Regions from separate parts of the Mus musculus genome. Here all the other regions are linked to region 4. A link is a contact called in public HiCAR-type and promoter capture Hi-C data. All regions are on one chromosome and are shown on one strand. The core of a region is the stretch at or near the end of the contact, and the rest is flanking DNA. Distances in the headings are between cores, read along the strand shown.

What was found. Promoter capture Hi-C pulls out the DNA fragments that hold promoters and counts their contacts. HiCAR-type assays count read pairs that join an accessible place to other places.
Region 1: a contact with region 4 is called in a promoter capture Hi-C map of liver, with 3 times the contacts expected there. The contact joins the promoter of Osgepl1 here to the promoter of Ccdc150 in region 4. A contact is called at or near these places in 11 of 39 promoter capture datasets (the 3T3-L1 cell line, the C10 cell line, cranial neural crest and 7 more), 1 of 484 Hi-C or Micro-C datasets (embryonic stem cells) and 1 of 115 datasets of contacts at active chromatin or transcription factors (astrocytes).
Region 2: a HiCAR-type map of astrocytes shows a contact between it and region 4, with 2.7 times the contacts expected there. The contact joins the promoter of Pms1 here to the promoter of Ccdc150 in region 4. A contact is called at or near these places in 3 of 39 promoter capture datasets (HPC-7-derived erythroid cells, hippocampal neurons and liver) and 2 of 115 datasets of contacts at active chromatin or transcription factors (astrocytes and large pre-B cells).
Region 3: a contact with region 4 is called in a promoter capture Hi-C map of 3T3-L1-derived adipocytes, with 2.2 times the contacts expected there. The contact joins the enhancer-like site here to the promoter of Ccdc150 in region 4. A contact is called at or near these places in 10 of 39 promoter capture datasets (the 3T3-L1 cell line, 3T3-L1-derived adipocytes, the C10 cell line and 5 more), 1 of 115 datasets of contacts at active chromatin or transcription factors (astrocytes) and 1 of 9 other capture datasets (macrophages).
Region 5: a contact with region 4 is called in a HiCAR-type map of astrocytes, with 2.8 times the contacts expected there. The contact joins the promoter of Dnah7a here to the promoter of Ccdc150 in region 4. A contact is called at or near these places in 6 of 39 promoter capture datasets (the 3T3-L1 cell line, the C10 cell line, embryonic stem cells and 1 more) and 1 of 115 datasets of contacts at active chromatin or transcription factors (astrocytes).

What each region holds. Positions count from the first base shown.
Region 1 is chr1:53,310,454-53,315,695 of GRCm38.p6, reverse strand. It overlaps Osgepl1 (O-sialoglycoprotein endopeptidase-like 1), which reads right to left and starts at 2,072. Exons shown (of 8, transcript NM_001285839.1): 1 at 1,838-2,072; 2 at 597-840. The coding sequence starts at 817.
Region 2 is chr1:53,294,905-53,299,798 of GRCm38.p6, reverse strand. Pms1 (PMS1 homolog 1, mismatch repair system component) reads left to right here and starts at 2,771. Exons shown (of 13, transcript NM_153556.2): 1 at 2,771-2,913. Ormdl1 (ORM1-like 1 (S. cerevisiae)) reads right to left here and starts at 2,704. Exons shown (of 4, transcript NM_145517.4): 1 at 2,611-2,704; 2 at 647-827. The coding sequence starts at 820.
Region 3 is chr1:53,726,066-53,731,094 of GRCm38.p6, reverse strand. All of the region lies in intron 4 of Gm32311 (a long non-coding RNA gene), which reads right to left. Among named protein-coding and RNA genes, the nearest start is that of Dnah7a, 22 kb to the right of the region's middle. Within about 2 kb of position 2,379, at least 28 of the 459 cell types and tissues checked have an H3K27ac peak or open chromatin away from gene starts, as enhancers often do. A contact at or near this core is called in 3T3-L1-derived adipocytes, where this site is marked.
Region 4 is chr1:54,247,225-54,251,983 of GRCm38.p6, reverse strand. Ccdc150 (coiled-coil domain containing 150) reads right to left here and starts at 1,301. Exons shown (of 28, transcript NM_030025.2): 1 at 1,099-1,301. The coding sequence starts at 1,155. It overlaps Gm51622 (a long non-coding RNA gene), which reads left to right and starts at 1,371. Exons shown (of 3, transcript XR_003947818.1): 1 at 1,371-1,695. Gm25829 (a small nuclear RNA gene) reads left to right here and starts at 2,776; the gene lies at 2,776-2,882.
Region 5 is chr1:53,704,714-53,710,085 of GRCm38.p6, reverse strand. It overlaps Dnah7a (dynein, axonemal, heavy chain 7A), which reads left to right and starts at 3,302. Exons shown (of 66, transcript NM_001252070.1): 1 at 3,302-3,408. The coding sequence starts at 3,394. Gm32311 (a long non-coding RNA gene) reads right to left here. Exons shown (of 5, transcript XR_373404.3): 2 at 5,058-5,372.

The DNA.
Region 1 (5,242 bases), core at 823-3,322, 940 kb after region 4:
AGTCACTGGTCCTCTGGTCATCTGCAAACAGCTGGGTTTAAAAACCCAAGCTTAATACAACAATGTCTTAAGTACTATGTGAATTCTATGTGTACATGTGAATAGTTTTGTTTTTTTAAACTATCAGATGATGCTTTCCTGGGACTGCTGTTGAAACCACAAAGCATATATACAGGGGGAAAAGGCATCATTGAGAAAAACATCATAAAATTTATTAGTTCTGGGAATGGTTGTTGCTTCCTTCTGTTATAAGGATTGGCAAATGTTGAGACCCTACTGTGAACTGGGGAAGCCTTAAAAGCCAAGACAAGGTATGAGATATTTCTACAGCAGGTTTTGGTTTGTCTGTTGTTTTCTTTTTTGAGACAAGTCTCACTGAGTGGCACTGGCTGGCCTGGAACATCTGCCTACCTCTGCAGTGCTGGTATTAAAGGTGTGTACCATAAGGCATAGCTATTTATCGTGGTACTTAGTGGTCTTATACAATAGAAAAGAATTTAACTATTAAATTTTGACTTTTATACATGATAAATGGAAAAGAGTGGTGACATTTTTCTTTAAAAAGGCAGAAAATGACCCAAACCTTTGCTACTTACTTCAGATGAACCTGAGTTTGGGAGTGCAGTGCTTCCCCCAGCACATTCCCAGTTTCATCCACCACAGCCGCTCCTGTGTCATCACAGCTGGTTTCAATTCCCAGGACCAGTTTATGACAAGAGAGAGTTCTGGGATGAACACTAAATCTTCTTAAAAATCCATAAACTTTACTCTTTGGGGGCTTGGGAATAGCTCCTGCTGTCCTTCTTAACATTAGCATATTTGTTACTCTACAAATACTTCCTAGAAAAGAGTTACAGAAATATTATGTCATTTGCAATGAATTCATTTATTTAAACAAAATAATGAATGTTATCTTATTTTTTAAGTATGCAGACTTCAAAATTTTAAGAACATTTGTAAAAACATTATCAAAATCTTTTAGAGGTCCTAGAAATCACTAGATAGGAATAAATCAAATTTTGCAAGAGAAAAATGAGAAGCATATAAAATGATTATAATGTATCAAGTTGAGCACCCCCAAAGTGAAAGAAGCTCTAAAGCACGCTACCACCTGAGTTGTTAGTGGAAACACAAAAAGTACTAAAAATATTATTGTATAAAATTGCCTTAGCTGTGTTTACAGGATGCAAATGAAACACGAATTTCACATCTATACCTGGGTTTCATCCTCAAATTGGTCACGAATATGGCACATCGCAAAATTAAAAAAAATTTTTTTTTGAAATTTGGAACACTTCTGGTCCAGGCATTTTGGGTAAACCATGCTCAACACGCACTTTATACAACAGTTAATGTTATAGTATAATAGTTATGTGGACAGTACTACTTAAAGTGATGTTAAAAATTAAAGGCAAATAGAACAAATCAAAAATAAAGGCCTCCCATTTATTGACTCCCCTCTCCCCCAGAAAATAGTGTACTGCATTTGGACAGTTTATTAAAATATTATGCTCACTAATCAGGATTTAATTTTGTATTTTGGAAGCAAGCCCTCTCATAAAGTTCATTGTAAAAAACAAGCAAAAACCCCCGGCATCTCTGCAAAGACAACCGTAAACACTTATCCAATCTTCGGATTCACATCTCCACTTTTTGTAATAGGTTCACCACCCAAACCTCTTCCTAAACCCTTCTCCCCACATCAACTCCTCCCCAAAAGGTAGCAATCCATCCATCACTAAACATAAACACTCTAGTATTCCCACACTGCAAGACGTGTGGAATGAGCAAAACTGGGGTTAGAAATACAGTGAACGCGTCAACTGGGAAAGCAGACCTGCAGTGACTGGGCTGAGAGTAAACTACGCGCAGATTTCAGTCGTGAGCTCCCACAGCCTCTCCAGAAGAATTAGTTTTGGACAACACAGCTGGAATCTGTTGCTGGAAAGCAACGGAGTCTCTGTTGGTGGTGAGCAAAAGCTTGGGACAGGAAAGACGTGCGCGGGAGCAGTCTCCATTCCCCTTAGGAAACTGCGGGCGCCCGCACTACGCAGGCGCCCGGAAGTGACGTCACCGCCCTTGGGCCGGCGGTCCTTCTCTTGTCTTAGTAAAGAAATGCTTAATAACTTCTTATAGCCCCAGGCGTTCCTGCCAGGTTTGTGAATACCAGGTCTTTTACTAAGTCACGCTGATAGCGACTCATGAAAAGGTGTCCAGATTCAGTAGATCTCACTGTGCCCACACTATGCCGCATTTAAGGAAAGGGTTCTGCCCTCCGTTAGAACTTTGCTGCCACCAAGAGAAAAAGGGTAGGATTTACTGTCATTCTATTTTAGGAAAGCTGTCACCAGACTTAAAAGGTAGTGGCCTGAGAAACCTTCCATTTTCATGGGGAAAGTATTTTCATCAGAAGTCAGAACACCCGCAAAAACAGCACTTGATTCTCAGTGAAGTGTATTTGGTTGTACAGTTTAAACAACTGCTGCATTTATCATCCCAAGTGAAGCACCCATGGCATTCTATAGCCCCGGATTACTAGGTCAGCTTTCAACTTTCTGTATAGCATGTACTAATTATTGCATCTTGCTTTGTTTTTGTTGGTCTGGTTTGTGAACCTGTTAGTACAATCAAATGGATGTATTCCAAATCTTTCCTCTCTACCTAAACTTTAAAACTGTAGCAAGCAAAGGCTTTACAATGCAAGGCTGGGAAGGGCTTGGATCTTTGCTTTGATGAGTTAAAAAACCACCACCACCACCACCAGGTAACTCTTCTCACAGACTTACACTAAACTCTAGGAGAAGGTACTAGTAAATTCATAATTACAATATTGAACTTACTTTTAAAAAAATTGAGACTTTTTTCAACCTGTGACAATAAAGTAACAATTTTGTGCCAGCAGGGTCAGGAACACATCCAGGAGATACTGTGCTTGGTGGCCTCATTTACAGATAATTGGGCTGCTAATTTTGAATGAATTTAGTCACAGAGTTAAGTGCCTCTGACTAACACAGAATGGGCCAGGGCAACCTTGAGTCTGGAACCTGTTTGGTTAAATACCAGAAGTCAAACTCATTTGTAACCTTCAGGTGAATTTAATAGGAAGAATTTTACAATACTTATACCTTACGTGTTCCACTTAGATGCATGTACATGTGTATGAAATATAAAAATCTATGATTCAGGTTCTTGCAATGTTGTCCAGAACTCGCGGACTTCTTTTTGTAAGCCTCCACAGTAACTGGGACTACAAATACCCACTCCTGTAGGCCTACCTGGACTTTATCACACATTCATCCAGACTGTTCCTTTATGGCAGGTACTTTCTTAGTTGTGAGAGCTAAAAACTTAAGGTTAACCCTCGATCTTCAATGCAGATAATTGAAAGGTAGAGAACTGGAAATGCACACAAAGTGGAGTAACCTGGAGAAGGCTGAGTGGTTTGAATGGCTGTATCTGTAGCCTGGCAAGATCATGACCTAATTCCTTGGTTTCTGCATCTGATTCCTCTCCAGGCTTTGGCTTGGAAGTGACTGGACTCTAGATTACTGAGTCACACATCACAAATTGCTAGAAAACCATTTAAAAGTCATCAGAACTTGTTAGTTTATTAACTTGTGAAAAAATGTAATAATGTTGGAGCTAGGATAGTGAGTCTGCTGGTCTCTCATCTTTGTTTTCAATAAACCACAATGAAGATCAAATGAATATTATATGAAAGCAGTAGATATAAACTCAGTGCTCTTAATGGCTAATATTTCAAGCTTGAGGAATTGCTTCCCACTTGAGTCACACACCAGCCTCAAATCAGTCATGCATTCTATGGCCAGCTGCCTTTCTCCTTTCCAGTCTTCTTTACTAAGCAATTCCATCTTTGATGTGAGAAAAATCCTTGTACTATAGGAAATACTGTTCGTCTGGTTTCATTTTTGGAGGATTTTTCTCTTACGTTTGCTGAGGTATTATACTTACTTTACAACTTGTCCTTCAGGTTATCTTCTTATGGCAGATAACCATAGAGAGAACCAAGAGAGAATACATGGTCTGAAGAACCCTTGTTGTTTATACTCTTCACTACCATTGATCTCCAAAAGTCATCTTCCCCAAAGTAAAATTTAGTAGCTGGTAAACATTAATACTTCAATCTTGGCAACAACTATTCTCCTCTGTCTTTATGAATGTAAGTGGAAATCATAACCACATTTGTCCTATTGTGACTACTTCATAGGGTCTTTGAGGTTATCTGTTGTCTACCATATATCAAAATTCCCTTTTAAACATAGAATCACATATTATTGCATAAATGCGTTATTTTATCCATCCCTTTTGATATGGGCATGTCTTGACTTGTGGCTAATGTGAAGAATGCGGCTGTGGACATGGATGTTCACACATCCATGTTCCTGCTTTACTTCTTTCAGATCTATACTTTGTTAGTACGTTTTTCATTGTTGTCATGAAGAACACTTTCAAAGGATGACAGGGTGTTTGGGCTCCTCATTCAGTTCATGTATGGCTGACTCCATTGCTTTGAGGACTGTGATTACGGAATCGCTTCATTTTCTTCTTTCTGCAACAGTGTCATCCATGAAGTGCACATTTGACCACTTACCATTTTACATGCTACCGATTAGTCTGAGTAACTGCTTGGCTGCAGTCGCTTCCCAACTATTCTGTTTTCTATTCTCAGCTCATTTTCAACAGCAGTCAGTGAGCTGTGAATAAAATGAATCCCTCTCATTTTCTGTGTAACTTTTTCACGCTGCCATTCTCCTTTCTCTTTTCCCTGTGCCAGTGGCTTTCTTGAGTTATCTCAAACACATTTCTGGAGTTCAAGAATCCGTTACTATTCTTCCTGGCAATCTTTTCTAGACTGCTGTACTTTCCACTTCTTATTCAGCAGTATTCAAATGCTGTAGGTCTGCTACATGTTAATGTCCACGCATCCATTACCTTGCATCCTCCATGGTATTCCTCACTTCCTCAAGTACCTGTAAGCACCTCTACAGAAGGCACACATTTTTCTTCTTTACAAACTCTGTAGCCTAAAACAGCATAACCAAGCAAACCCTCATATAGCTACGAATAAATATGTTTTAAAGCATTCAAAGTAGAAAGCACAGAAAATGGGAAGAGAAATTCCTATTTGTACAGTATGTGCAAAAAACTAGTTTTCAAAAATGAAGTTAAACTGGGCAGTTAAATTAATTAAAGCTCATGCCTTTAATACTAGCACTCAGGA
Region 2 (4,894 bases), core at 1,522-4,021, 950 kb after region 4:
GACCAGAAGAGATTACTAATATTAAAGGGCAGATAAAAGGAAGACTGGACAGGAGGAAAAAGAGAAGACAACCAGAGGTATACCTAGGACAAAGTGATCCCACAGAAGCCAAAATAAGAGTTCTGGTCAAAAGGAGGTGACTAGGTTTCTAGTCAAGCATTTCTAGAAACCACTATTCAAACTATGCACCAAGTACTGTGGGTGTGCACCTTTAGTCCCACTTACTTGGGAAGATGAGAGGGGATGGTTACTTGAGCCAAGGATTTCAAAGCCATCCTGGGCATCATGGTGAGATATTCACCTCCTCTTTGTCTCTAAGGCAGGGCCTCTCTGTGCAGTCTTCCTTTTCCTGACCACGTAGACCTTGTTATGTAGACCGAGCTGTCCTTGAACTTACAGAGATCCACCTTCCTCAGAACTGAAGAGCAGCGTGCTGTCCAAACACCACTAACGTTATAGGTTTGATTGACAATGTGTTAAATACCTTTGTGCTGTTAGGAACCACCAGTAACTTATCTCCACTTTTCTCATCTTTCCAAACTGAAGCTCTGTACTCAGTCAATGGTGTCTCACTGCTTCCTTCTCCTTAACTCCCTGACAGACAATCTTAGAGCTCTCCATACTGAAAAGAAGATGGAGTTCTTACCAGATTATGTATTATGTTGGTTAAGGTCCAGGCAACAGGAACACTGCAGAAGGGGATGCTGAGTAATACAATATGAAGCAGGCCAACTCCCAACGCATATGTCAGCCACATACCACGGCTGTTCATTACACGAGTATTGGGGTTTACCTCACTGTGGGCAACTCCAACATTCATGTTTGCTCTGCAGGAAAGAAAGAAATCAACAGTGCCATAGCTGGAAACCTAAACACCCACATTCTGACATGACAAAATGTTACTTCAATTTTCTCCCCTTCTCACTCTGAACACACAGACCCCCAAAATCTGCCTTCTACAGAGGTCAGCGCAAGCAATAAACTATCAGTGCCGGCTGTCACTACTGTTAGGTAGACAAAGCTTATTTGTATGGCTTCTTTTTCCAAAGCTTGTTTTCTAGCCTGTCAATTTAACTAGATGGAATAATAGGAAAGAAAGCTCAAACTGGATCCAGGTGTGTTGGTTCAGTTCTGTAATCCCAGCATTCAAGAGGATTGCCAAAATCTGAGGTCAGCCTAGCCGAATAGCAATACCCTATTTCAAAATTCTTTAAAAAAAGAAAAAATTACATATATGTAAAATGTAAGCAGAGTGAGAGCCAGGAGCTAAATATATAATTGTTCAAGTTAGCAGTTTCACTGCGATGTTTCAATATATGCCTATACCATGTTTCTAGTGTATCCCCTCTCCTGCTCTCTCCACTCCCCTTCCCGTGGCAGTCTAGCCCATTTTGTATTTTCAGGTCATCTTTTTGTTTTCTTTTATGAGCTTTCCGCATACTACTTTTATTTCTCTGTGGAGCTAGTTTTGTCAAATATAATAATCACCAATAAAATAGTATTTTAAAAAGATGTGTGTGTGTGGGGGTGGGGGGACAGAACTGGCTCAACCAGTCTGAGTGGCAAGATGCTAACATGTAATGGAACATTTTAGCCATAGTCAGAGGTCAAAAGCATTTTGCTTTGATCTCCCTCTCTCTTGAAACAAGGTTTCACTGTATAGGTTGGTCAGGCTGTCCTCATTTTCACAGGTATCCTCCTGTAGAGTAGAGGGATTACAAGTGTATAAGCCACTAATGCCTGGCTGTGTGCCCCCATTTGAATAGTGAACCTAGAAATAACAAGCTGTTGATGTAAAATGAAAAATTTATAGGGTTAGGGGTTCAAATTTGTACCACAACTAGGTTAAAGTCATGAATCTTTCTCAATATTTCTTTAGCCAAACTCTCTACTTATTTATTTATTTACCTCCGCGCGCCCCCACCCACCCGCTTACTCCTTTTATGTTCAGGAAGAAACACTAAGTATTAGTATTTCTAGTATTAGTACTCAATTGTCGTGAGCATACAGTTTTGGGGGGGCCTAAGAGTTTACTTTGTTACAATCAAACTGAAATGGGTGTTGTCTGAGAGAAGGAAATGCGCTAGAATACATTTCAGCTTCTATTCAAAGATACCTAAAATCCTTTCTATTGCAGTGTTTGAAGAAAGGAATTTCACCCGGCTACGCAAGTGTTTCTGGAGTGTAATGTTCTTTCGGCTTCTCAAGATGTATGGAACAGGCAGTGATGAAAGTTACACTAAGGGAGAGTCTCGCGTAAATTTTGCTTCTATAATAACCAAGTACCTATAATGCACTTTTAAAGCTTAATAGTTCGAACATCCCACACAACGTAAAAAATTAAAAACCCAAACCCGCTGGAAAGAGCCTCACATTGCCACCTATGCTAGATTAGAAACCCTTTCTCAGCAGGTTGTGCCGCAAAGGCTTCGCTACCCGGCCCTCCCCGCCCGCGCACACCCACCGCCCCAGTCGCGGCTGCACTTCCGCGGCGCGCCGACCACCTGCGGACACCTAGGGTGCACAGCGCGAGCCCCGGAGGCAGCAGGAACCTGCTCTGCCGCAGGCCTTCTGGGCCGTGCCGCAGCTCTAGGAAGCCTTCGAGCTTACCGGCCGCCAGCTCCTGGCTGGTCACAGGACAATTCCCGCGGCAGCCACAGTAGGTCCTCTGGCTAGAGCTACTGGTGCGCCCCACCGCTTCCGGAAGGCTGCCAAGCTGCTCTAGCGAGCAGCCGATTGGCTGCCAGCCGCGCCAATCCCACTTCCTGCTGTGGGCGGGCCTTAGAGGAGCGCGAGCGCGGGTCCTGCTGAGCGCAGCCGTGCTTCGGTCCGAAGGACGTCCAGCGAAGTAGGCCGTGCAACTCAGGGTTTGCTGAGTGCTTGCCGCTGTGGGTGGTGAATGCGCGCTAGAAGGTAGTGTCACCGCGAACGAGCGTGCCCGGTGATGCTCGGGGAGGCTGAAGGCGCCTCCCGGGGCTAGGTGCGGATTTGCGGGGCTCGCGCGCACGCGTTTCAAGCCTCTGGGCTGGCTCGGCAGTAGTTGGAGCTCAGACCCTTGGGGTTCAAGGTGGGAAAGTTTTGTCTTGCTAGAGAGTGTAGCGGCTTGTAGCACTGTGCGTTGTCTCACACAAAAAGGTATTAATTTGTGGTTATTCCCAATGAAGACAGTGTACATCCTGAAGAGATGTGAATACCAGAAGTTCATCTCTATGAGGAAGGGGAGGAAAAAAAGATTTGATTAATCCATTCTCTTTCTAAATCATCTTTGAAAGTACTTTTTTTTTTTTAACCTTGGTGATTTGTATTTATAAAACTTTGTGAGTTTTATTTCAGAAATAACTCTGAAAAACATTTTAAAGTTGACAGAATGCTTGCGTGCGTGTGTGTGTGTGTGTGTGTGTGTGTGTGTGTGTAGGTATCTTTTATTTGTGTTGGTTCTGTGTGATGGTTGGGTTGGATTTATTCTGTTGTAAAATTTGCTGTTTTCTCCCTAAAATCCAAGCTCTCTAATCTTTTTGCTTTTGTAGATCAGTTTCTCTTTCTGATCACAGCATACTTCCAGGACTGTTGATTGGCTTCAGTAAACATGACTTCTTTTCTAACACTAGGACTGTTCCAACAGTAGGATTGTCCTCACTAGGTATGAATTCTTTTCCCACACTCCATGTGTTGTGTGCTGGAACATCAACCCTCTGGCTTTTCAGAGGAGGTCTTTAAGTGCACACCCCTTAATAATATGCCACATTCCTGAATATGTTTTCAATATACATTCACTGCCCTCAAAGCAATATGAGCCAGAGAGGAAGGGACAGATAAATAAAATAGCCATTTATGAGTTTGAATTAAAAAAACGAAGGGATGCCTAATCTCTTGGGAGATTGGAATATGGAAAAAGAGTTTTGGGAACTGACACAAGACATCCCAGAAAAATGTCATGTGGCCCAGGAAATCCTACCACATCTAGGTAAAGAGAGCCACATTGTAGTGTGACCAGATTAGTACTGTGTGTACATTTGGAAAATGGGATGAAATTAGAGAGATAGGGTAGTAGGGAATTTGGACTTAACATACTTAGCAGTTGAAAAATCTTAAAAATTTAAAGTAGGATAGCAAAGATACTTTAATTATAGAAACAACTTACAAATATTTAAATCCATATATCAATTTGGTAGTTATTGGAGTCGTTCAGAGGAGAAATACTAAGGGGCTGACCAGAAGTGGTATTAGGAAGAATGCTCTAAGAAACTCAGGAAGGAGCAGGTGCCATGTATATGGTGGGAATTCTTACAGTATTGTTGAGATTTCTAACTTGCTTGCTTGGAAAGTATTGAGGTGTGGCCTTCTGAGCCAAAATATGCATATGTCTTAGAAATATGGTAATCTTCTGCAAGTTAACAAGATTTTCCATTCCATTGTAATAGATGTGTAATGTGTGTAGAGGAATATAAAAGATAGTACATGAAGTTCCTATGTTGGCTATTAATTTTATTACCAAGCAAATCATAGAGAAAAAGCGATTCTGAGATAGAATAATATTTATCTTGTCTTTTAGGTCATCTAAGTATGATATTTAGAAGGAAGATAAATAAGACCCTGGAATCCAGAAATTGATAGGAGGTACACTAGATCAGAGGATGTACTGGCTGTTTTCATGTGTCAACTTGACACAAGCTAGAGTCATCAGAGGAAAGAGCCTCAATTGAGAAAATGGCTCCATAGGATGCAGTTGTAAGTCATTTTCTCAATTAGTGATCAGTGAGGGAGGGCCCAGCACACTGTGGGTGCTGTCCAATATCATCATCCCTAGACTGATGATCCTGAGTTCTATAAGAAAACAGGATGAGCAAGCTAGGGGAAGCAAGCCAGGAAGCAGCACTCCTCCATGGCTTCTGCA
Region 3 (5,029 bases), core at 1,130-3,629, 520 kb after region 4:
ATAGTGAAGAGTAGGTACCCATTAAGCACACATGTGAGCCATATGATAGCAGAACAGAGTCACTGGGGAGTGCCAGGATAGAGCATTGAGGGGCCAGTGCTACTGCTGTCACCTCTGTCAGGTCAGAGACTGGGTCTCATAGAGCTGAGACTTATTTGGGAGAATTAGTGATGGAGATCACACACAGATGAGGTATGGCAAGGAAAAAGAGGGGCAGGGAGAAGAAAGTCATAAAAATACATTCTAGAATTACGAAAGCTGGCACTGAGTGGCAGCTGTGCATCAGACATTGCTCTAACTGTCCCACAGATGGGAAGCTAATTGATATACAGAATCTCTGTCATCCCAGTATCAAGGCAATGAGAAGGGAAATCCAGGGATCTAGGCCTCAGAGCTCATGGGATGGAAGCCAGGATAGAAACCTAATCAGCTCCAAGCACTGGACTGTTTTGCCTCCATGTTTCTTTGGCATCTGTGTATCTCTAGCCTCTCTCTGAATGCCACTATATAGCTGATCACCCATACTTGTGGTTTTAAGAGTCAGTCTCCTCTTATCTGTGCTAAACAATCATTACTGTCCTTTAGTTCATGCCTTAGTTCTTCCATTTGCTTGTTTGTTTGTTTGTTTTAAAAATTACAATCATCTTACCATGTGGGAAAAAATAAGAGTGAGAATTGAGTGAATTGTAACTCTTGGCTTATGCACATTTTTCTCATTGGGCCATGGGTGTCCATTTGATTACATTTTCTCATCATTAAGTAACAATGAATAGGAAGAAATGGACCAGGTAGGTGCTCCTGGCATTGTCCTGTATGCCTGCTGAAGTAGAATGCTGACAGAGCTGAGACTCAAGACTACACTGTTAGCCAGGCAGCCAAGATCAAGAAGAGAAGCACTGCAAATACCAGCCCTTTGTGTATTGTTCATTCCATTTCACCCACTGATCTTGTACCTTCGTGATTGGGGTAATCATCCCTCAGTTTTCATGTTTCTTGTCATTCTTCTTAGTTTTCTCATGCACCCACAATCATGTGTATATATGAATTCCCAATACTTTATTAATGCCAAATACCTTAATTGGTATAAATACTAAGATTAATATACTTCAATATTAAAATATAGCATAGCAAAATAGATATGATTTATCATTAATATATTAGTAATTAAACATACTGTTAAGTTACTAACAATCATTCTTGTTGCCTTAAAAGAATTACAGTTGAAATTAATTTAATTTAAGGCATTTAATAATGACTTATCTATAGCACAACTCTTTCATTTTCCTTATTAGTGGGCACTGGAGATAAAGCTTTGTCAGTCAGAAAGCTGATTGCTCTGAAGGATCCTTGAGGGAGGGCAGACACTGTTATCATCACTGTCTGCCACACACATTCCTCTATCCCTGTCCTTCCTTACAGAAACCAGGAAGGAGGTCTTCAAGCCCTTTTCATGGCTCCAGTGGGCCCTACTTGATTCCTTCCTTCCCTCGCAACTGGCTTAGGATGGCCTCATGCTTCTGAGGACATAACATATTCCCAGTGCTTGGAAAGGAATATGTGGTGCAGCTAGCTCTCTCTACCACTTTTTTCGGGCATTACTGACCAAGTGCTTTGAACTGAAGTAAACAAATTTAACCAGGAGCAGACCAGCTCAGCTTTCAGGTTGAGAAACTCGAGGATGAGACATGACAAACTGGACCTCATGATGCCGTTAGGCTGTTGAGTTAGCTAACCTGAAACTTACTGACTCCAATGCTCTCTTTCTCTTTTCATGAACGAGACAGTAGGCCCTATTTAAGCTATTTTGAGTTGTAGCTACTGTTCCTTGTAGCAGAAATACTCAAACCAACATTGCAGCACACCATGCCAGGTTATCTAGGTGTAATGTTTTCCTTGCTGGTATAAAGGATGGCTCCGGCTGTGGGGCTCACAAGGCTACAGATTTATTCTCAGACAGGTCTGAGGGTCAGAATGCAAGATGTTTAGCATGCTTATGCAGAAAGACACTGTATGAACGGGCCCAAGCATCCCCAAAGCCTCTGATGACTTCTTGCTGTGACTCAGAACAGATTTCAGAGCTGAGGCAGCAGGCAGTGGCTGAGTTGAGTGGCAGAGTAAATGGAATTCCATTCTTATCTACTCAGCTCAAAGAGTCTGCTGCGTAGTAACAGTTCCAGATAACTTTTCGGATAATCTTTTATCATAAGGAAGGAAAAGTTCTCATTGCAGACCCAATTCGTATCTTCTCAGATAGAGCCCTTTCAAACTCACTGGAATCTTAAAAACAAATTTCTTTCCACAATCCCTCACCCCTCAGCAAGAGTAAAGCATGTGACAATTTATCTTCCCCATGCATAGCAGAGCTGAATCACCCACAAAGGGACTCAGACTTTCCCTGCAAAGCAACCTTTAGAGCCTCAGCCCCCTGCTTCCCAGTTCTACAACAGAGCTTCATGTCAGAGGTCAGAACCAGCTCAGGTTAGTTGGCACATACACCATAGTTATTGAGCAACCTGCTCCCATATGCATGTCCTGCTGTGATCAGATCATTTCCATGTTTAAGAAAAGCTTGGAGTTTTAATCAAATGAAGGCACACATAAAAACAAACTTTCTAGATTAAGTAAAAAGCAGCTTCATTGTTGAGCCTCATTCACAAGCATAAAAAACCCCCCAAAAACATAACAACAACAACAACAACAACAACAACAACAACAACAAAACCCCAAAGCACCAAGGAGTCAACTCTGATGCAATTGCACTAGGGTCTCTTTATTCAAGCTTGGTGAAGCCCCAAGCTTTCAGTGGGACAGGTTTTATAGGAAACGGCAAGCAAGCAAGGAGGTTTCTAAAGCCTGGCACACATCTGATTGGGGGTGGGATATTATGAAATTTTGTTGCCCTTTGAAATAATTGGCTGGTGCTGGGAGCCAAACCATAAACTTTACTTCTGCTTTCCTCCTGATTGGTGTTTGTTAGGGTGTAAAGTGCCAGGGGCAGGCTTGTAACCTGGAGGTGCAAATTTGTATGTGAATAACCTGAAAACTGGTTCCAGACTCAGGTTTGATGGGGAATAACCTGGAAACTGGTGCTAGAGGGTTCAACCTTCGGTCAGGTTCAGATGGAGTCCAAACCCAAGATCTAATCTCTCATCACCAGGAATCGACAACCAGATATAAAGTTGTCTAGTAGAGGGACTCCCCTGGGCTGGGGTGGGTGGGTGGTTGCAATGTCAAAGTAACCAGGGATCACCTCTTGTTACAACTGCTGCCTTTCCACACCGTTCTTCCATTTTCCCACATAGACCAAAATCTCTGGGATAATTGCCCCCAGACAGTGCAATGGTGTGGTGCCCTTTGCACAGAAGAAGCCAACCTTGTAGTTTGAACCAACCAGTGTATGTATAAATATGATGATGTGTAGAGTCCAAGAGGTTTCTGCTGACTCCTAAGAAATGCCCTTGGAATTAGCAGAGCCAAGGAATAAGCTCCATAAGACTGCTTGGGGGACGATTAAGAGGTTTTTGGCAAATTTGGTACCAATTGTGTGCCATATATGTAGAATAGTGGTTGTGCTGCGTGCTGCCCACCTCAATGTTTTCACAGGTCCCTATAGAGCAAGAGGACCAGTTTCTAGCATGCTGGTCTTGTGTGTAGAGGTTAGGACCCATGCTCCAAGTAGTCCAGTCACCCTATAAATCATACATTCCCCCACCCCACCCCACCCCACTCTATCCCCACCCCACCCCATCCCTACCCTTGGAAGTATAAGATCATTTCTTTAGTTGAAGGCAAAATTCTATCAGATTTGCACCCTCTAGCATAAGTCATTTGTGTGCCTGAAGAATGAACTTGGATCCTTAGTTATTGGTGCTGGATGCGGCAGGAAAGGAATGAGTCCCCTGGAGTTTAGGACTCACATCATGAATTTCACCCTAGTGGTGCCATGGCTTTGGAGAAGGATGGAACAAGAGTCAAGTCCCTAAGGGGGAGGTTATTGCGAAAGATCTCAGATTTTAACAGGGTGGTATTTGGAGTACATAACAGACTGAACTTTAATAGCATGCACTTGAAGGGAAAATATTTCCTTTGTAGCAGCAGCTCCTATTATGTTTTGGAGGAATTTTCCAGTAAATCATCACACAGCTGCCTTACTGTACAGGCCTTGAAATCTTATCCTCTCTTTGGTTGCAGGCATTTTGGTTTTGGAAAGTTGACATGCTTTTCTTTACTAATAATATTTTATTCCCCCAAATATCAGCTTTTGGGGACAATTTAATAAAAGCTGACCCAACAAGAAATGCTTTTGTACGGGCCTTTTGGATATCTTTGGCTAGGTACCATGTCTTATGGAAGTATATTCTGTGTAACGTTATTACTAAAAATTCCAAAGACAAGCTCTGTATTTCATGACAAAAATAAAAGTTTTAAGTTAGTTGTTTCATATAAAGGTATTTTGTTCATGCTAATGTGGAAGTAGGGAATTCAGTAGTGTTAGTAGAGGAATGATGTGTGGGGTTGTGAGTCTGTCTTTCTGGGGTGGGTGGTGATAGTATAAACACTGGCAGATGTGTGACCAGGAAAGATTCTCTTTTTTAGTTTGTCGTTGACAATTCCCTTTACAGAGGAGATGATGTTGAGTAACGTGCTGTTAACTGATCGTGCATGTCTCAATGTGTGTATTTTGTATGTGACAGTTACCTGGAAGGTGCCTCTGATGGTTTGAATGAGAATGTCCCCCATAGACTCTGGAATATGAATTCTAGGTTCTCAGTTGGTAGCGCTGTTTGTGAGGCTGTGGCCTTGTTGGAAGCCTCACTTGGAGGTGGGTTTTGACTATTTAAAGACTAACCACATTCCTAGTGTGGGCTTTCTGTTTCCTGCTTCTTGTTCAAGCTGTGAGCTCTCACATTGCTACACCAAGTATCATGTCTATCCCTCCCCTGCTATGATGGACTTTCATCTCTTTGGAACTGTCAGTCCTTCTAAATACCTCCTTGTATGAGTTGCCTTGGTCGTGGTGTTTGATCAT
Region 4 (4,759 bases), core at 52-2,551:
TGTGTAGCTCAAGCTTCCCTCAAACTCGATGTGAGGATGACTTTAAACTTCTCCTCAGGTCTCTACCTCCCAAGGCTAGAATTACAGGCACACACTACCAAATGGTCTTGGCAGGCACTCCGCTGTGCAATAACCCAGGTTCCTCCCATCTTAGGTCTTGTATGTTCCTTTCTACCTTCTGGCTTCAGTTCTCTCTCTTCAGATGACAAAATAGAATTTAGTCCTATGCAGGTGAAGTGCCTGCTTGTCTTCATCAAACCATGGACCAAGTCGTGTGCAAAAGGGGTTATTGGCATTAATCGTACTATGGCATTTGTAGCATAGACTGAGAGACACCACATTTGTATTCATGTCTCTAAAGGGTTTCTAGATATCTGCTGTCAGCATCAGAATGGATCTTACTGTCGCGGAGCATGCAATTTCTGTCGGAGGAAGGAAACGGGTGTGTGTTATGTCCCAAATGGTGCCTGGAAAGCAGCTAGTTTAAAATAGCCCTTTATTTGTCCCTGTGTATAATTCCCTAGCACGGGGGAAGTCCACAAACCAACCAACCAACCAACCAACAAAACCCCAAGAATCTGTGTTTGACCCACGTTGATTCACGTAGGGTTACAATCCTTTTGTTGGTGTTGTTGAGCCTAGCATAGTATCTTGGCTGTTGTGGGTGCCAAACACGACAATACTTAACAAACATCTATCTCCGCTCAAGCAAGAAACAGTGTACAAATACAAATGGAGACGCCTCACGTCCAGGAAGCAAACCAGGGAGGATAACAAGTGGCAGAAAACCATGCCTTAATGTTGAAAAAGCCTTCGCCAGGAACCTTCAACTAACTGTATACCTAAATGGGGAACAGCAACTAAAGTAGAGGTCTCAGCGGCTGGCCACCCTTCTGCAGCTGTGGTCCAACCAAGGCCAACTTAACCTGGCTTGTTTTCACAGCCAGGCAGGGTGCTGAAGCAAGGTAAACCGAGGCTCTAGAGGTCTCCAGGGCCGGACTGGACTCGGGCTGGGAGGGAAAGGAACCTTGTTCTGAGGCGTGGTCTCTCCCCCTAAGCCGCCCACCTCAGTTTCCTGTGTGGGCCCGGCAGCCTCACCCCTGATTCATCCAACAGCCCGTAGCTCGGTCCTCCAGGCAGCAAGTTTGTTTCCATGGAACTAAAACAGCTCTTTAAACCAACCCGCTCGCCAGCAGGGTTGCTCCGGCACGCAGGCGCACCCGAGGTGAGGCATGCCGGGAAGTGTAGTTTTCCCGGCCCAGCAGGGCCCTCCACTTGGGGAGGGACCCTGGCCGGAATCCCTCAGTGCTCCGGGAAACGCGAGACCACGTGACCCGGATGACGCCAAACTCCATTGTGTTTCCAGCAGAGCACGCTGGGAAACGTAGTTGCTGCCCTCTCCTCGATTGGGTCGGCTTTGCCCTAATTACTAGGCGCACCCTGCAGGAAGCAAGAAGAGGCCAAGATCAGATGTTTTCAGTTGTTGGAGAACCAGAGGACCAAATAACGTATGAACTATGAGAAACTAACAAATATTTTGTTAATGAACACAAGAATGTAAAAAAAATCAGCTCGTTCTTGTCAAAAGAATCCACTCGGTCCTCTTTCATAACGATCAGGTAGAGAGTAAGCCACGCAGACGCTACTCTCTAGTCTTCTGTCTCTTCAGCGTAGATTTTGATTCCTTGTTGACAGGTAAACGAAGCCGGTGGAAAGGGAGGAAGGAAGGGAAAGAAGGGAAAAGCCGGGGAAGGAGAAAAAAGGTGTCATGTTTTTCAGTTTTGCCTTAAAAGTGTTTACACTTCGTGAAAACCCTCCTATAGTTAAGAACGTGGTATTCAACTTCACCTGAGTTTCAGGACACAGGACCAAATGATTGGTACCCCACACAGGGCAATCAAAGCTCTTCCTTCTGGCTGAGGGAATAAACCTGATAAACCTAGTCTGAGAGTTGAGTCTGAGAGTTGTCACTTCGCAGGTGTCTTGACAGAAATGCTATTCTGATTCTTTTGGTGACTGGGGCCTCCTGAGCAGGGGGGAGGATACCTGCCCATTGAGCCACAGCTGTTAAGACATTCATAAGACTGTGAATGACCCATGAAAAGAAATGCCTTTGTTCAAAAACAACTTTAAACATAAAAATGAAAACGCATTAGTGCAAAAAAAAAAAAAAAAAAAAAAAAAGCTGGTAATTTTCAGTGTATATATGATTTCACTTCCATTCAACAAGATTTTTCTGTAGAACAGATGAAGGACACATGTATGCACTCCCCAGAAAAGCCTCAGGCTTTGGTGAGATGAGAAAATTCACAAGCTCACGTCTCCCGATTAGGCAGTAGTCAGAGAGTTAAACTGAATTAAGTCGGTGCCTTTCACTTCTTGTGTCCATCACCTGGCAAGTAAGAATTTAGGTCAAACAATTGCAAAGTTGGAGAAATGGATTTAAAATTTTCAATATTGATAATAAATTTATCAGCTAGAGATTCGGTTTCTCTTTAATTGAAAATTCATCACATTCAACATCTAATTTTGTGGTTGGTTTGGGTGGATATTTTTGTTTATTTGTTTGTTGGGTTTTTACTTTTTGAGAGTCATGTTAATATAGTCTAGGTTGGCCTTGAACTCAAGAAAATTCTCCTGTTTCAACCTCCTGAATGATAGTTTCAAACATATATTGCCATACTCTGCTTCTAATGTTGTCTTTGAAGAGACTAGACACACTTTATTTTTTTTGATCTCCCTCCAAATTTTCAACTAATTTTAAAATGTTGACTTGTGCTCGCTTCGGCAGCACATATACTAAAATTGGAACGATACAGAGAAGATTAGCATGGCCCCTGCGCAAGGATGACACGCAAATTCGTGAAGCGTTCCATATTTTTAATAATCAGAACAACAAATGCACTAAATAAAGATAGAATACTAAAAGCAGTAAGGGGAAAAGGTCAAGTAACATATAAAGGCAAGCCTATCAGAATTACACCAGATTTTTCACCAGAGACTATGAAAGCCAGAAGAGCCTGGGCAGATGTTATACAGACACTAAGAGAACACAAATTCCAGCCCAGGCTACTATACTCAGCCAAACTCTCAATTACCATAGATGGAGAAACCAAAGTATTCCACAACAAAACCAAATTCACACATTATCTCTCCACGAATCCAGCCCTTCAAAGGATAATAACAGAAAAAAACCAATACAAGAACGGGAACAACGCCCTAGAAAAAACAAGGTGGAAGGTAATTCCTCAACAAACCTAAAAGAAGACAGCCACAAGAACAGAATGCCAACTTTAACAACAAAAATAACAGGAAGAAACAATTACTTTTCCTTAATATCTCTTAACATCAATGGTCTCAACTCCCCAATAAAAAGACATAGACTAACAAACTGGCTACACAAACAAGACCCAACATTTTGCTGCTTACAGGAGACACATCTCAGAGAAAAAGATAGACACTACCTCAGAATAAAAGGCTGGAAAACAATTTTCCAAGCAAATAGTATGAAGAAACAAGCTGGAGTAGCCATCCTAATATCTGATAAGATTGACTTCCAACCCAAAGTCATCAAAAAAGACAAAAAGGGGCACTTCGTTCTCATCAAAGGTAAAATCCTCCAAGAGCAACTCTCAATTCTGAATATCTATGCTCCAAATACAAGGGCAGCCACATTCATTAAAGAAACTTTAGTAAAGCTCAAAGCACACATTGCACCTCACACAATAATAGTGGGAGACTTCAACACACCACTTTCACCAATGGACAGATCATGGAAACAGAAACTAAACAGGGACACACTGAAACTAACAGAAGTGATGAAACAAATAGATCTGACAGATATCTACAGAACATTTTATCCTAAAACAAAAGGATATACCTTCTTCTCAGCACCTCATGGTACCTTCTCCAAAATTGACCACATAATAGGTCACAAAACAGGCCTCAACAGATTCAAAAACATTGAAATTGTCCCATGTATCCTATCAGACCACCATGCACTAAGGCTGATCTTCAATAACAAAAAAAATAACAGAAAGCCTACACTCACGTGGAAACTGAACAACACTCTTCTCAATGATACCTTGGTCAAGGAAGGAATAAAGAAAGAAATTAAAGACTTTTTAGAGTTTAATGAAAATGAAGCCACAACGTACCCAAACCTTTGGGACACAATGAAAGCATTTCTAAGAGGGAAACTCATAGCTCTGAGTGCCTCCAAGAAAAAACGGGAGAGAGCACATACTAGCAGCTTGACAACACATCTAAAAGCTCTAGAAAAAAAGGAAGCAAATTCACCCAAGAGGAGTAGACGGCAGGAAATAATCAAACTCAGGGGTGAAATCAACCAAGTGGAAACAAGAAGAACTATTCAAAGAATTAACCAAACGAGGAGTTGGTTCTTTGAGAAAATCAACAAGATAGATAAACCCTTAGCTAGACTCACTAGAGGGCACAGGGACAAAATCCTAATTAACAAAACCAGAACTGAAAAGGGAGACATAACAACAGATCCTGAAGAAATCCAAAACACCATCAGATCCTTCTACAAAAGGCTATACTCAACAAAACTGGAAAACCTGGACGAAATGGACAAATTTCTGGACAGATACCAGGTACCAAAGTTGAATCAGGATCAAGTTGACCTTTTAAACAGTCCCATATCCCCTAAAGAAATAGAAGCAGTTATAAATAGTCTCCCAGCCAAAAAAAGCCCAGGACCAGATGGGTTTAGTGCAGAGTTCTATCAGACCTTCAA
Region 5 (5,372 bases), core at 2,053-4,552, 540 kb after region 4:
ATTTAAAAAGTGATAATTCTTCTCTATCCTAGCTAGCTCTCAAATAAATGAGGCACAGACTATAAGATTTATTTAATCAAGCTGCTTTAGAGCGTAGTAGCTGAGCCGTTATTGATTGATTCTATTCCTTTAAACTATCTGGCTACCTCCTAGCCCAAATCCCTGAGATACTTGCAGTATGGTATTGATCTAGCTCTTTCTCTTTCTGCTCCAAGTGTGGGTTCCCATGGTGTCTTTTCGACTCTCTCCTCCTGGTGACTCTTTGTTTCCCGTCTCTCTCCCCCTCCCTTGAATGGAATCAGAAGTCCAGCCCTATTCTCTTTTCTGCTCAGCCATTGGCTGATCAGCTTTTATTGGCAAATCAGTGACTAAATGGGAAGCAATGTTTACACAATATTCAGGCAGGAGACACACAGAATAACCATTACATGGCATGTTCGTCTTGCAACCAGAAATGGAGGCAGAGAGATCAACATTTGAGTAATCCAAGGATAATCTTTACACAGTGCACCATAACATTATGTTTACAATTGGTTCTCTTCTGGCCCCTCCCAGTGCTGCTGTATCACAATGCACCACTCCAAAGCTCCATGGTATGCTCACCCCTGACGACCTGAAATCATTAGTTTACTCTCTTTCAGAAGCCTTTGATATCACTTATCACATCCCTTAAAACACCTTTTGCCTTGGTTGTCTTATTATTCCATTTTCTTTTTAACTCTGGTCACTTTTTCTGAGCTCTTTTTTAGGGTTTCCCCTTCTGTTCAGTTTTTAAGCTATTGGTATTTAGTATTTAGGTTGTTTTAAAAATAGATTCCCATTTGTTCTTGCTTTACATACTTTGTGAACCCTTTAATTGGAGCTTAAGGATTTGATGTTTGGGCCATGAGGTGATTCTGGTTTTCTGAGTTACCATTAGGCTGTTTTTTCTTAGTAGGTATACCAGTTTACACTGCCCTGTAGTGCAAGGTCTCTGGCTCTTCTGCATCCTTGCGAGTACTTGTTAATATTCTGAGTATAGATCTCTTTTCCAGTATAACATTTGTAAAGAATTGTTCTTATTCCACATATTGCCATTTTAGTCTGATAGTTTCTTTGTTGCACAAAGAATGATACCTTTGAATGTTGCCTTTGAATAGGGTTGAGTTAGTTTGTCTTCTTCTGTTATTTTGGGGGTCAGATCTATTAAGTTAATGCAAAACCCAGTGCCATAGAGCCAGTGAAATAGCTCAGTGTGTAAGGACATTTGCTATCAAGTCTGCTACCCTGAGTTCAATCTTTGGAACATGCATGGTAGAAGGAGAGGAGGCTAATGCCCACAGATTGCCCTCTGACCTCTACATGCTTCCCTCCACCCCCAAGTAAATAAATATATAAAACCAAAAGAGGGGACTGGAGAAATGGCTCAGTGGTTAAGAACACTGTCTGCTTTTCCAGAGGTCCTGAGTTCAATTCCCAGCAAACACATGGTGGGTCACAACTGCTGGGAGCCATGGCCTTGTGGATATTTTCTAGCTTACATAAACAATCCTGAGAGAACATTCGTTGTATTAACAGTAAGAATGTTTGTAGGAAAAGAGGACACTGTGACCGTTGGTTCCAAGAGCTGAAGATTGCCACCTGACCTTCAGAGAGCCCCTGGGCTCTTCCCCCTCCCTTGGAGCCTCCTTTTGCTTATGCTTATATTGACACTCCTGAGTAAAGTTTTTCAGAGCTTGATCAGTGTGATTGAATTGCTATCATTCTTCCTGTCTCCTTCCCTCCCACTCTCTCACTCCCTTGCCCTGGGTCCCCACTGATTATCCCTGCAGGCCTGGGCACAGGACCATCTGTAGTGGGGTCTGATGTCCTCTTCTGGCATCTGGGTACATGCAGAACACTCATGTGTATAAAATAAATAAGATTTTAATAAAAAATAAAACCAAAAGAAAATCAAGTGCCATGAGACCCTCTGTTTTCATTAAAGGTTTTAAAGTTTTAGTTCTTCCATGTAGGTAATCCACCTACAGGAGGTGATTTTTATATGTGACATTAAGTGTCTATGTCACATTTGTGCACGTGGATATCTACTTTCCTCAGTATCATTTGTTGTGAAGACATTGTTTCATCACTGTAGCTTTGTACTAAATTTTGAAATAAAAAAAAATATGAGGCTTCCAAATATGTCACTTAAAAAACGTTGTTTTTGGCCATTCGAGATCCCTTAAGATGTCACATAAATTTTAGGTTAGGAACCTGCCATTTCTCAACAGAAAACGTTTACCGTCAGGCATGGTGGCATAAGCCTGTAATTCTAGCACTTGGGAGGCTGCCACAGACAGATTGAGAGTTTGTGACCTGTCTAGGCTAAGAAATGAGACGATCTCAAAACCAAACCAAAATAAATAAACAAAATTAAACAAAAACTTTTCAGTAGGAGGCAGTTTACATTGAAGTCTAAACTCCTCACTCTATTTTACCAGATCTTTAAAATAGAGCACTTATTTATCTTCATCTTCATCACCGGACTCCAATGTGCTTTATTCCAACGACAGTCTGATAGATTTCGTTTTTGTTCTTCTAATTTTCTTCTGTTCTTCTGATTTTTGTTTTTTGTTCTTCTAATAACCATGAAATGTCTCAGGCTTTTGCATCTGATTGCTCTGCCCGAAATATTCCTTGCACAGCATGTGTCCTCCTCTTTCAAATCTCAGCTTTCACGTTTCTTCTGCATCTTCTAAGAGAAATGACTCACAGCACTGTTTCTATTAGTTATGAACACATGCCTTACGGTCACCCAAGCCTATGCCTGAGGGACTGTCTTGGCACAGCTTCGTTCATGTAGTCAATCACGCGTGGATTTAAATGAATTTCCGAAGGCTCACTTTCTAGTGTGTTAGGGAAGTCAACAGAACTGAACACTGAGGCTCCTGGATATGGAGCACTTTACAGGCTTTAGTCTTGAGTGCCTTGTCATTATTCTATTTGCCTACATTAGCAATGAAATCTGCAGAAACAGCCGAATGAAGGCTTAAGGCAGAGAACCACGCCCACGCAGACTCGGTGAAAGATGCAGTAACTTGAGGACCCACTTAGACATCAAGGGGTCTTCGCTCCTCACAGTTGCCTGCCACCCTCTGTAAAGTGGAGTGAGGGCTGTGTTGGAAGCCACCTAGGCCTCAGAGAGCCACCCTGCTCGACCTCTCAGAAAGTTCTGCACCTCATCTCGCAGATGCAGACGACCGGAAGTAGAATCCGCCAGTTTGTTGCTTAGCAACGAATCGACCACGGCGGTTAAAGCTCTCAGCTCAGAAAGAGCCTAGAGCTGTCCAGCGGCGAACAACTCTCCTCTCCAGGTCCTGAGTTCCGCAGCAGCGATCCCGGCCGGCGTTGCCTGGCCCGCAAGTCGACGCCATGAGCAGCAAGAAGGTGAGAGCTGGGCCGCCAGGGTCGGTCCCGGGGGCCAGGCACGCAGGAGCAGACTCCAGTACCACCCTGGCGTTGAGTGTTTTCCCTCCAGTTTCCTTCCCAACCGTTGGACCTCGTTGTCGTAACAACGGGACACAAACTGGATGCGCCATCGGTGGAAACTGGCTCCACAGCGACCCCAGCTGCACACTGGGAGTGTTTGGGTGGGAGGAGGGTGGGCGGTTTTGATGCCAGTTCAACCCAAATAAAAAGTTGATTCTCAATCTGAAAATTGTACTCAGCTTTTAAGATTTTTCATCCCTCCATAGTGGTTTCTCTTATAAACCGAGTTTGTTGTGAAAATGGCTGCAAAAGATGATGTGGGGGTTGGGGAGATGGCTTAGTGCTTAAGAGCTTGATATGAAGCCATGAAGACATAGACTCAAATCCCCAGCACCCACTTCAAGGCCCAGTGTGACTGAGCTTGCCTGTAACCCAGCTCTGCGAGGGTCAGAGACAGGAGGATTGCAGCAACTTCCCATCCAACCCCTTAGTTTCTGGTTAAGTGAGAGACCCTGTCTCAAAGTAGTAAGTCAGTGAGTGATTCACTGGCTTCTGGGCAGAGGCAGGGGCACCCTTACACAAAACATGGACATATCACACACGCACGCACACGCACGGTCACCGGCACATGCACTCTCTCACACGGGAGGGTAGTTTACAATCTTGTGCTATTTAGGTTTTGTGACAAAACAGAGCAAGGCAACTCAGAGAGAAAATTCTTATTTTGTCTCATGGCTTGAGAGGTCGCTGGGTTCTGGGTGTTTCTGGGCGCTGGACTGAAGTCTATATCAAGGCAGGGAGGAGGGCATGGCAGAGAGCACTGGGGAAGAGGCTAGAGAAAGAGCAACAGGTTGAAAGCACACCCCTAATAGCCCTCATTCTTCAGCGGGGCTTTACTCTCAATGGCCCATTCCCACAAACTTACATTAATTTATGGGTGAAAGTAGCATTTTCATCACCAATTGGTGTCACCCCTCGACACAAGAGCTCCTTGGAAAGACATGTCATATCTATCCTATTACAGCTATAGTTATAGATTATATAGGTTATAGAGTACTAGCAGAGGATGTCAAGCCTGCTAACCAAGTAAGCAGTAGTTATGTAAATGCTGGAGAAAGTTTTCAGTTTTTTGCAATCCACATATTAACTAAGAACTAAGAGACAGGTGTTTTGTTTCATATATCTAAGTACAATTAACAATGACCAGTACACGAACAAATGAGGAAAGAATTTCCCCAAATTACAGATACATGTAAGAGGAAAAAACACAACAAAAACCACCCAAGCAATCACTAGACCTCCCTGTGTGATTCTTAACAAAATCACAGCTCGTTACCATCTATACTCGAGTTGCTCATTTGCTTGATGGCCAAGTAAGACTTTGGCCCAATCATGCAACCACAATCTATACTGTCAAAATCTAAAATAGTTCTTTTGTTAACTGTACAGTGGTTTTCCTGGAAAGGTATTTTTATTAATTCTTTTCACCTATGCTAATTTAAGACTACAGTTTTCCTTTTGAAAAGATGAAAGTTCTATACTTTAATCTAAAACAAATAAATGGATTAAATTTTCGGAAATTCCATTTTCACATGACATTTACTTACGTTGTCACTCCGTTTGAAGCAGTGAGCAGTGGCAGAATTGTATTTACTGAGGGGTTTAACATTTCCTCTCATGAGTGGAAGGTTGAGAGGGATGTGGCATTTTTCAGAGATAGCTGTCTGGGTTTTTCTCTTAAGTTCGGTATTTAAAGAGAAATATAAGTCTTTCCCAGTTGCTCGTTTCATTTTTAATGCTAGGAAAAAACTTCAGACACTTAAAAGATTCAGTTGAAGGAGTTTCCAGAATTCTAAAGTGTCACTACTCAGCCACTAGGAAGCTGCTCACAAACGCAGGGGAGGCAAAACTGCTGCAGCCAC